Linked DNA regions of Mus musculus: region 1 is linked to region 2. A link is a contact called in public HiChIP or PLAC-seq data. All regions are on one chromosome and are shown on one strand. Each heading gives the region's core, a stretch centred on a gene start, on an enhancer-like site or on the middle of the called end of the contact. The rest is flanking DNA. Distances are from core to core; before and after follow the strand shown. Region 1 holds the start of Mlxip (MLX interacting protein). Region 2 overlaps Wdr66 (WD repeat domain 66).

Region 1 (4,802 bases), core at 1,721-4,220, 70 kb before region 2:
GATACCAAAGAGCAAGTAAGCTTCTTGTATCCAACTAGTGATGCATTCTGCAGTCAAGAAAATTAACTCAGAAAAGGTGAGGTGCCAAAATGATGGGATTATTCGGTTGGTGTTATTTCTAGGTTATTCCAATAGAGCACAAAGGGACACTGGCTTATTTTTCCTTTAGCAGAGCTTACTCAGTGAGAATTTCTAGCCTGAGCCTCCAGTGGCTCAAGCAGCTTTCTCTCCCTATACATGCAGAAGTTTATATTAAATTAAAAGAAAAAAGGATTAAGTTCTCTTAATAAGAACACATTCCTGTCCTTTGGCCCTGATTTTGTTTGAAAAGCATTTCCCAGAGACTAGTTTATGCTGTAATCTAAATGAGTCTGATTCTGATTCCAACATAAATGCTCAAGAGTGAGGGACTGCGACTTCACTGTCAGCTGTCCATTTAAAAACAAGAGTACCTCCCCAGGCTCGGGGCCAGCTCAACCTGGCAAGGTCTAAGAGTCAAAGCGGAGGCTGACCAATATGCCACGTAAAGGTGACAGAAGGAAGAGCTATGCTACAGGAATAAGCCATCAGGGAAACCTCCACAAGAGGAAATGGGGGTGAGGGTGCATTTCAGAAACATAACAAAGGAACAAGTTGACTAATCACTTATTCCAGGGAGGGAAAATGCCATGCAGAGCCAACTATCAAGTATTTTAACTTCAGGCAATTGAGTAATGCTTTTAATTTCGATTATCGGGGCTTATTATCTACCACCCTGAGAGAGAGGCGAGGGTTGGGGGTGGGGGGAAGGAGGGTTGCTTGAAACCATGAATTTAAGACCAGCCTCCTGGATAACAGCAAGACCAGTCTCAAGAAAACAAAGCAACGATAACAAAAACCTTATGAATCCTTATGAATGTAATCCTTATGAATGAAAACGGCTTGCTAAAACCTACTACTTTGCAGGCTAGCTTTAGAAATTAAGTAAAACCAAAACCCAAAACAGGGCTAGCCATGGCAGCACCTGTAATCCCAACACTTGAGAAGCTAAAGCAGGAGGATTACTTACTGCAAGTTTGGGGCCAGTCCAGGTTATATAGTGAGCTCCTGGATACATAGGTATCAAGGTAACACACACACACACACACAAAAAAAACCCTAGGAGTGGTCCTGTGCTTCTTTCCATGGTCTTCGGAGTAACCTGGGAAATTTTCTCTAGGCTGCCAGCTGTGCATCAGGACTCTCATGAAGCCAAAGCCAGTATAGTTGCTAAAGCAAGCCCAGTCAGTGTGGGTCCTGCTTGAAGCTACCACCCATATGGGCTGCTCTAATCACTAGCAGTTCAGAGAAGGTCTCTGGCTGAGGCAGAAAACTTGCCTAAAATGCCTGCCTAGAAGACATACTGGGGAAGAGTAAGAGGGTAGAAAGAAAGGCTAGCCCTCCAAGGAAAGGCATTTCTATGACGTTCAAAAGAGATCTCTGTCCAAAGCTGAATTCCCCGTTTCAGGGCAGTGTCTGGGATGTCAGCCCTACTGACATCTCACACATAAGTTTTTAGGGTCAGTCAGAAAACCCTCTAGCCAGATGTGGGCATGAGAGGCATATGTTTGTGATCACAGAATTTGGGAAGCGGAGGCAGGGCAGTCAGGAGGAGTTCAAGGCCAGCCAGCATCTGCTCAAAAGACCCTGGCTCAAAAAGGAAACAAACAAACAAAACAAAACAAAAACAAATTCCAACTTCCCAGGAAAATAAACTCCACAAGTCCACTGTGTGCAAAGGGTCCTGCCTCAGAATTTCCCTGTAAAGGAGATGTAAGAGAACCCAGGCTCCAGATGCATGGACAATCAGGAAAAGTAACTCACATTTAAGCAGCACCTAAAAACCCACTCGGCCTATCTCAACCCTTCCCTGAAGCAGCCCCCTAGAGGTCAACACTACTGTCACCCCCCACCCCGCCCCCCTTTATAGACAAGGAAACAGGCTCCAAGGCGTTACACAATCATTAAGATAGTGCAGCCAGCGCCCTAGCCACCCTGGACAGGTGATCTTAACCGTTGGGTGTTGCTGTAAACACACAAAGCAATAGAAGGAAGGGGTCCACAGAGCCAAAAGAAAAGGAGGAAAACAACAACACACAGCCTGTAGCTACACCTAACTCTTGTCTAAAACCGGTGACCACGGGCATTGGAGGAGGGGAGGGCCTGGATGGGGAACACGAAGCCGGAAGAACCCAGGAACGACCGGCTGACAGGGCTACAAGGCCGGAACCCTGGCGCCTCTCTCCATGGTGGAGACCCCAGACTCACAAATCGTCCTAGAAGGAATTTCCAAAGGGACAGTGTGAAGCCAAAGGTCCAAGCTGGGTTTTTGTTCAAGAGAGACCGGGGTGAAGATGGGGCTCGGCCAGGTCTGGGAGTCGGGTGGGGGCGTCACCGGGTCCCCTACCTGTAGGCCAGGGTCATGCACTCGAAGAGCTTGGTGAGCGACGCATCGATGGACAAGTGGCAGGAGCTGGTCTTGCCGAAGCTATAGGTCTGGCACGTCTGCTTGTTGACCGTGTCGAAATCATAGCCCTTCTTGGGCGGGTGCTCGCGGTGCGGAGAGGACACCATGAAGTGGCCGCTGTGGATGATCTGCTGTCGGCGCGGAGGCTCCTCGCGGCCCGGGCCGGCCCGAGGCGGCAGCGGCGCGGCGCTCGCGTGGGCCCGGGCTGAAGTGGCCACGCCGGAGGGGGGCGGCGGAGACGGCTCGTCTGTGTCCGAGTCGTCGTCGTCCTCGGGCACCTGAGGCTTGAGCAGCACCGAACGGCCCCGACTGCGGGGCCGGCGCGGCGAACACATGAAAACGTCGGCAGCCATGAGGAGAACCTGGTCCGGGGCATCCCCCGGGAGCCGGGGCGACGTAAAGCGGAGAAGCACGGGGAACGGAGGGGGCCGCCGGCCCGACCCGGCCCGGCCCTCGCGCAGACTGCCCGGGAACGCGCGGCCTGAGGGGGAGGGCGCGGGCCTCCTCGTAACGTCACTGTCGTCTTGGCCAATCGGATGCTCGCCTCTGCCTCTTAAAGGTGCAGGAGGAAGCTTTTCTTCTCCGGGCGGACAAAAAAAAAAAAAAGCCGGAGGCCACGCCTCCACGCCCGGCCCCTGGCTGTCCTCTTTCCCCTCCGGCTGGCCCTGGAGTAGAGAGACGAGAAAGCCAGGCCGCGCCTCTCGGGGAGCCTGGGCTCAGGGCGGCATTGGCTGTCTGTTCAACTAGTCTGGCTCCAGCCCCTGCCCCGCCTCCGCCACGCCCGGAGCTTGGGAATAGCCCTGCGGCCTCACTGCGGGCAAGGAGGGCACTCCACGTGGTGGGTAGGGGTGGAGCTCCTTCCCCCACATTAGGCCAGCTTTCTCCCTCCATACCCGGAACTGAGTCCTCAAAAGCCTTCCTGATTTTGTCTACCGTCCCCATTTTGTTGATGAGAAGATTGAGTTACCTACACTCTAAGGGGTGTGCCTAAGGTTCCAACAAGACCCAAGAGCAAGGCTCACAGAATCATCACATCCTTAGGGGCAGAAACTGACTCTCCCGGGTTAAGGCATGGCTCCTGGGCATCACCGCTCTTAAACAGTAGTAGAGTTCTGCAGGAGCCTAGCTGTCTGCCTCCAGACCCAACAACTTCAGCCACAAATCAAAATACTGTCGCTATTGTTTGGAAGTTTGGCCCAGAAGCCAAATTCCAAAGGGGAAGTTTGGAGCCTAGTTGTCTTTACTGCAATTCCTAGGTCTCAGAAAGTTGTGTCAACCTAAAAATAGCAATGAGCCAGTCATGGTAACACATGCGCGTGCCTGCAATCCTAACAGGAGGGGAGCAGAGGTGGGAGGATCAGAAGTTCCCCAAATTCTAGGTTAGTTTGAACTGCATGATACCCTGTCTCAAAGACACTTTTATTTTATTTTATATTTTAGGAAATCCAGTGAGATGGTTCAGTAGGTAAATAAAAGCACTTGCTGTTAAGTCTGACCTTCATTCCAACCCGTGGGACCCACAAGATAGAAGACTCCCAACAACTTAATCTCTGACCACCCCAACCCCACTGTGGCATCTGCGCTTCTCACGATAAATAAAGGTAAAAATAAATAAATAAAAGATTTTGTTTGGAGACAGAATCTCTACATGTAGTCCTTATGTAGACAAGGCTGGCCTTGTAACCACCACGAGAGATTATAAGAGGGGAAAAGATCAGGGTGTCTTCTGTATATGACAAGGAAGCTACACCTGTGAAATCTCCATGGTCTAAACAAGAACTACAAAATTGCAGCACCAGTTGACATCCCAAGATGGATGGGGGAAATCTCACAAGACCCCCTCTTAAATGGAGTTCAGGCAACTAATGATGCGGGGGGGAGAGAGAGAAAGAGTTATTCTCCAGGGAGAAGATGGGTTTTCCAACCCCACATAGTCACCTTTTCTAAACACATCCTATCAATACTAAAAGGACTCAGCAGGCTATATTTATACATGTGTGTGTGCCTGCATGTTTAAAAATAATAATTAAAGAAGAGGTCACATTTCAAAGGGAGTGAGAAAAAGACAAGGGAGGAGTTGGGTGGGGGTTGGGGAGTGGAAATGGTGTAAATACAGTACTCATGTATGTAATTATATTTAAAAGTGATGGAGAAAAAAAACACCTGAAAATATAATGGGGGTTATGGCTGGCCTAGGTAGTTCCCTAGCTACAGGGAACACTCAGAAAGCAGTGTAAGATTAGCCTAGGTGCCAGGTATACTGTACATGCCTTTAATTCCTGCACTTGGGAGGCAGAGGCAGGAGGATCTCTATGAA
Region 2 (4,233 bases), core at 1,468-3,967:
TGGTTTTGACCACTGTGTGCATTGAAGCCTGGCAGAAAGTGAGGGGGTGAAGCAGCATCTGCCATTTGCATCCTTCAGGAGCAGGACCCCGTGGCTTCTGGGCCACCTGCAGTTTGCGGGACCCAGGTTGCTTCTGCATTCTCTTTGGCAGTTGTCACCGGGGTTAGGCATGACTGGTGATGCTTGCTGTCATGGCCACACACAACTGCTTGGGTGTTTTGCTGGGAAGTAAAATAGTCTGGCACTCCCAGGAGCCCAGAACACCTCCCCCCACCCCACCCCAGTTTCGGGGTATGAGCGGCTGGCTATGACGTCCATGCAGCACAGACTCTGCTGGCTGAGGCTCCTTCAGGCCTGGCGATCCAGCTGTCAGGCCTGTTCTCGCTTCCGCCTACTCTTCTCTTTCACAGACAGTGCAATGTCCAACTCTGTGAATTCCACTGCCTAAGAGAAATTTGCTTTTAATGTCTAAAATGCTCCAAAGATTAGGCTGGGGGTGGTGGGGGGTGGGCATGGACAGAAAAGGGGACACCTCTTGGAACATGCACACACATGTGCAAGCACACACGGAGCCCTTTGTGCTGCCAGCATCGCCAATGACGTCACTGAATGAGCTGTTCCGAGCTGTCGGAAAGGGTTAAGCCAAGAATTTCCGTGGTGAATATTTCTGCAGTGATTTCCTCGGGAAGCTCTTTCTGGAGGCAGATTTCTGGACCTAGGCAGGCAAAGAAAAGAAAGCCAAATGCCTTTCCAGTGATGAGGCGCCTAATGAGAACAAGCCCTCAAAAACCCAAGGGAACGAGGACACTCAACAAAAGTGGGAGGCGGGCTGGGGAGACAAGGCTCAGCAGCGAAGAGCACTCCGACACCCCTACAGTGGTACACAACCATCTGTAACTCTAGTTCCAGGGGATCCAATGCCCTCCTCTGACCTCCCTAGGCATCAGGCATGCACACGGCACACAGACAGACAGACTCACAAGCAAAACACCCATCCACATAAAACAAACCCTTGAAAGGAAGGAAAGAAAAGAGGGGGCGGAGAGACTTTGTGCTGAAGGTCAGAATCCATCATGGAATGGAGTCTTATTAACTAAGGTCCTGGCAAACCTGGCTAGACAATAAAAGGAAGAAGTGGCACGGAGATGGGCCAGGCAGCTTTGCTCCTATCTTCTCAGGAACTGTGGGTCCTGACCACCAACTATCCTGGGCTTGTTGGTAGAGATTTTCCAGCCCAAGCAAGCCTAGAAGAGCTGTTTCAATGGACTCCTGAGTGTAAGCTCGGGACAGTAACATCTGTGAATGACAACTGGCTAGGAAGAGGTGGGGAGTTCTTGGGGTACAGGGAGAAGAAGAGGACTTTTCATTTGTTTGCTGCTGGGGATAGATTCAAGGTCATCAGGCCTGTGAGGAAAGGCCTCTGCCATCGAGTACAGCCCGAGGCTAGGAGGACCTTGGATGGGGAGGTGCCCTGGAGGATAACGTGCTTGCCACACAAGGGAGGACAGGGCTCAGATTCCCAGAGCCCACGTAGAAGCCTAGCAACGGAGAGGCTTCTTCTGTTCAGAGCCAGGCAGGCAGATGGGGGAGCTTGGGGCTACCTGAGTGGATTCACCATAACCAAAGAGCTCCAGCTTTGGTTAAGGCCCTGTCTTCAGGAGTGTGGTAGAGAAGGCTCAAGGAAGACACACGGTATTCGGTATTCGCTTCCGTGCTCTGCACACAGGCACATAGGCACACAACCTATCCACGAACACACACACGTGCATCGTACACATGTGCACATGCGTGAGAAAAGAAAGGACTAAAAAGGTGGGCAATGTGGCTCAGGGGGTGAAATCACTTCTCATCGAGGTTGAAGGCCTGGGTTCTAACTTCAGGACCTACATGGTGGAAGGAGAGAACTGACCACACACACACACACACACACACACACATACACACACACACGAGAGAGAGAGAGAGAGAGAGAGAGAGAGAGAGAGAGAGAGAGAATAAAAAGACATAAAAGAAAACTTTTAAGAAAAAGAACTTGAAGCCAGAAGATATGGTAGCACACACCTGTCATCCCAGCACTTGGGAGGTGAAGGCAAGAGGATCAGGAGTCCAAGGCTAGCCTAGACTATATTAAAGAGACCAATCTCAGAAGGAGCAGGGAGAGGGGGAGGAGCAGCAGCAGCAGCAGCAGCAGCAGTAGCAGCAGCCACCGCCAGGCATGCAGGCATGGCTGCATATGCCTTCAAGCCCAGCAGTTTGGAGGCAGCAGGAAGATCTCTGTGAGTCTGAAACCAGGTTTGGTTACATAGTGAGTTCCAGGCCAGCCAAAGCTACATAGTAAAACTTTGTCTCAGAGAAAAAAGAGAAAAGAAAAGAAAGAGAAAGAAAGCCAAACACTAGAAGGAGAGAGAAGAGATGGAGCCGAGAAGGAACATCTCTTCAGCTTGGAACTGAATTTGTACACCTACCCAGGGGTCTCCTCTCTCCACAGCCGACACGCAGCCACAGCTTCCAGAGCGGCTGAAGTTCATTCACGCAAACCAGAAAGATAAAAAAAATGGCCCAGAGGAGCAAAGAAAGGGAAAGGGTCAGAGGCAAAACAGGACAGGCAAAGTGGGAATGAATGCTCTCATCCGGCAGGCACAGCCACGCACGGCTCACTAATTCCCTTATTCATGGGATTCCCAGCTCGACTGACACTGCTGTGTGTGTGTGGTTGGAGGAGAGTGGCTTATATCGGTCCGGAGGAACAGATGCACTTAAGTCTACGACAAATCGTGAGTGGTGGCTATGCGCCCAGACAAAGGCAGGCTAAGTACCGTTGATGCAGGTGGCTGCAGGCTCCGATTTCCACCCCTCCGGAGTCAGGCCAAACAGAGTCGAGAAACAGTCGATCATCTCTTCTTCTGTCATGTGCTCCCCTGGGCATTGGAGTGGAAACGAAGTCTGGTTAAGTCTTGGGCTCTGTCTAAAGCTGGGGGTGGGAATTAGTAGGAGGTCTTTGTTTGTTTGTTTTGAGGCTGGGTCTCGTGGCTCACAGCCTGGCCTTCAATCTACTATGAAGCTGAACATGACCTTTGAATTCCTTTTTTGTTGTTGTTGTTTTTTGTTTTTTGTTTTTTGGGTTTTTTTTTTTTTTTTTTTGGTTTTGTTTTTGGTTTTTCGAGACAGGGTTTCTCTGTATAGCCCTGGCTGTCCTGGAACTCACTTTGTAGACCAGGCTGGCCTTGAAGTCAGAACTCCGCCTGCCTCTGCCTCCAGAGTGCTGGGATTAAAGGCGTGAGCCACTACACCCGGTTGACCTTTGAATTCCTGATCCTCGTGCCTCTGCCTCCCAAGTACTGGGGTTGCAGATTTGGGTCACCAGGTCTGGTTTATGTGGCACTGGGGATTCAGCTCAGGGCTTTGAGCGTGGTGCTAGGTAAGCACTGTACAACCGAGCACTGTACAACTCCTGGAGCCCCACTGGGAACTTGTGATCTTCCTGCCTCTACTTCCCAAGTGCTGGAATTACAGTTGTGTCACCACATCTGGCTGGAGATCTTCTTAAATTTCATATCTATCTATCCATCTATCTATGGTGTGTGTGTGTGTGTGTGTGTGTGTGTGTGTGTGTGTGTGTGTGTGTGTGAGAGAGAGAGAGAGAGAGAGAGAGAGAGAGAGAGAGAGAGCCTTACTTGTGTGGAGGTCAGAGGACAAGTTCTGGGAGACCCGTACAACTCCTGTGTGCTTTAGACTGAGCTCAGCCTTAATAGCGAGCACATTATTGGGTGAGCCATCTCACTGGCCCCTAGCCAAAGAGCTTTAAATACAAGTATTCTACTATTTCTTTAGACAGAAAGACGATATTCCTTATATGGTTTTACAAAGCTAGGGAGAAGAGGCTGGCCCTTGTAGAAGGACAGCAAGGTGAGTCAGGTATGGAAGGTTGGGCTCCACTTTATCTCAAACTTCCTCTTCTCAGAGCTCTCCTGGTTTGCAATAAAAAAGCTCCACTAGCGAGTGAGCGCCTGTCAGGTACGCAAGACAGCACAAGGCAACCTCTACATCTGTAGAGTAGATAGAAATAAAAGTTCAGTGTGGTGTGGCTTGATATCATGATGAATTCACCCATAAGCCTTATGATTGCCCAAGGAGACTGATAAACTGGCAAACTCCTCCCTGTTTTCCAAGCCAAGCTGGGTGTGGTGGCATAGGCCTTCAATCCCAGTGACAGGGAGGCTGAGGCAGGAGAAT

The links. HiChIP or PLAC-seq counts read pairs in DNA pulled down with a chosen protein or histone mark.
Region 1: a contact with region 2 is called in an H3K4me3 HiChIP or PLAC-seq map of the SCID.adh cell line, with 15 read pairs. The contact joins the promoter of Mlxip here to the enhancer-like site in region 2. A contact is called at or near these places in 8 of 39 promoter capture datasets (the 3T3-L1 cell line, 3T3-L1-derived adipocytes, the HPC-7 cell line and 4 more), 1 of 15 datasets of contacts at CTCF or cohesin (CD8 T cells), 2 of 484 Hi-C or Micro-C datasets (germinal center B cells and nephron progenitors), 3 of 115 datasets of contacts at active chromatin or transcription factors (the SCID.adh cell line, embryonic stem cells and memory CD8 T cells) and 2 of 9 other capture datasets (adipose tissue and pancreatic islet).

What each region holds. Positions count from the first base shown.
Region 1 is chr5:123,392,966-123,397,767 of GRCm38.p6, reverse strand. It overlaps Mlxip (MLX interacting protein), which reads right to left and starts at 2,970. Exons shown (of 17, transcript NM_133917.3): 1 at 2,426-2,970. The coding sequence starts at 2,838.
Region 2 is chr5:123,323,000-123,327,232 of GRCm38.p6, reverse strand. Wdr66 (WD repeat domain 66) reads right to left here. Exons shown (of 21, transcript NM_001370840.1): 20 at 2,817-2,918; 21 at 1-715. The coding sequence ends at 603. Among named protein-coding and RNA genes, the nearest start is that of Bcl7a, 19 kb to the left of the region's middle. Within about 2 kb of position 2,717, at least 40 of the 459 cell types and tissues checked have an H3K27ac peak or open chromatin away from gene starts, as enhancers often do. A contact at or near this core is called in the SCID.adh cell line, germinal center B cells and nephron progenitors, where this site is marked.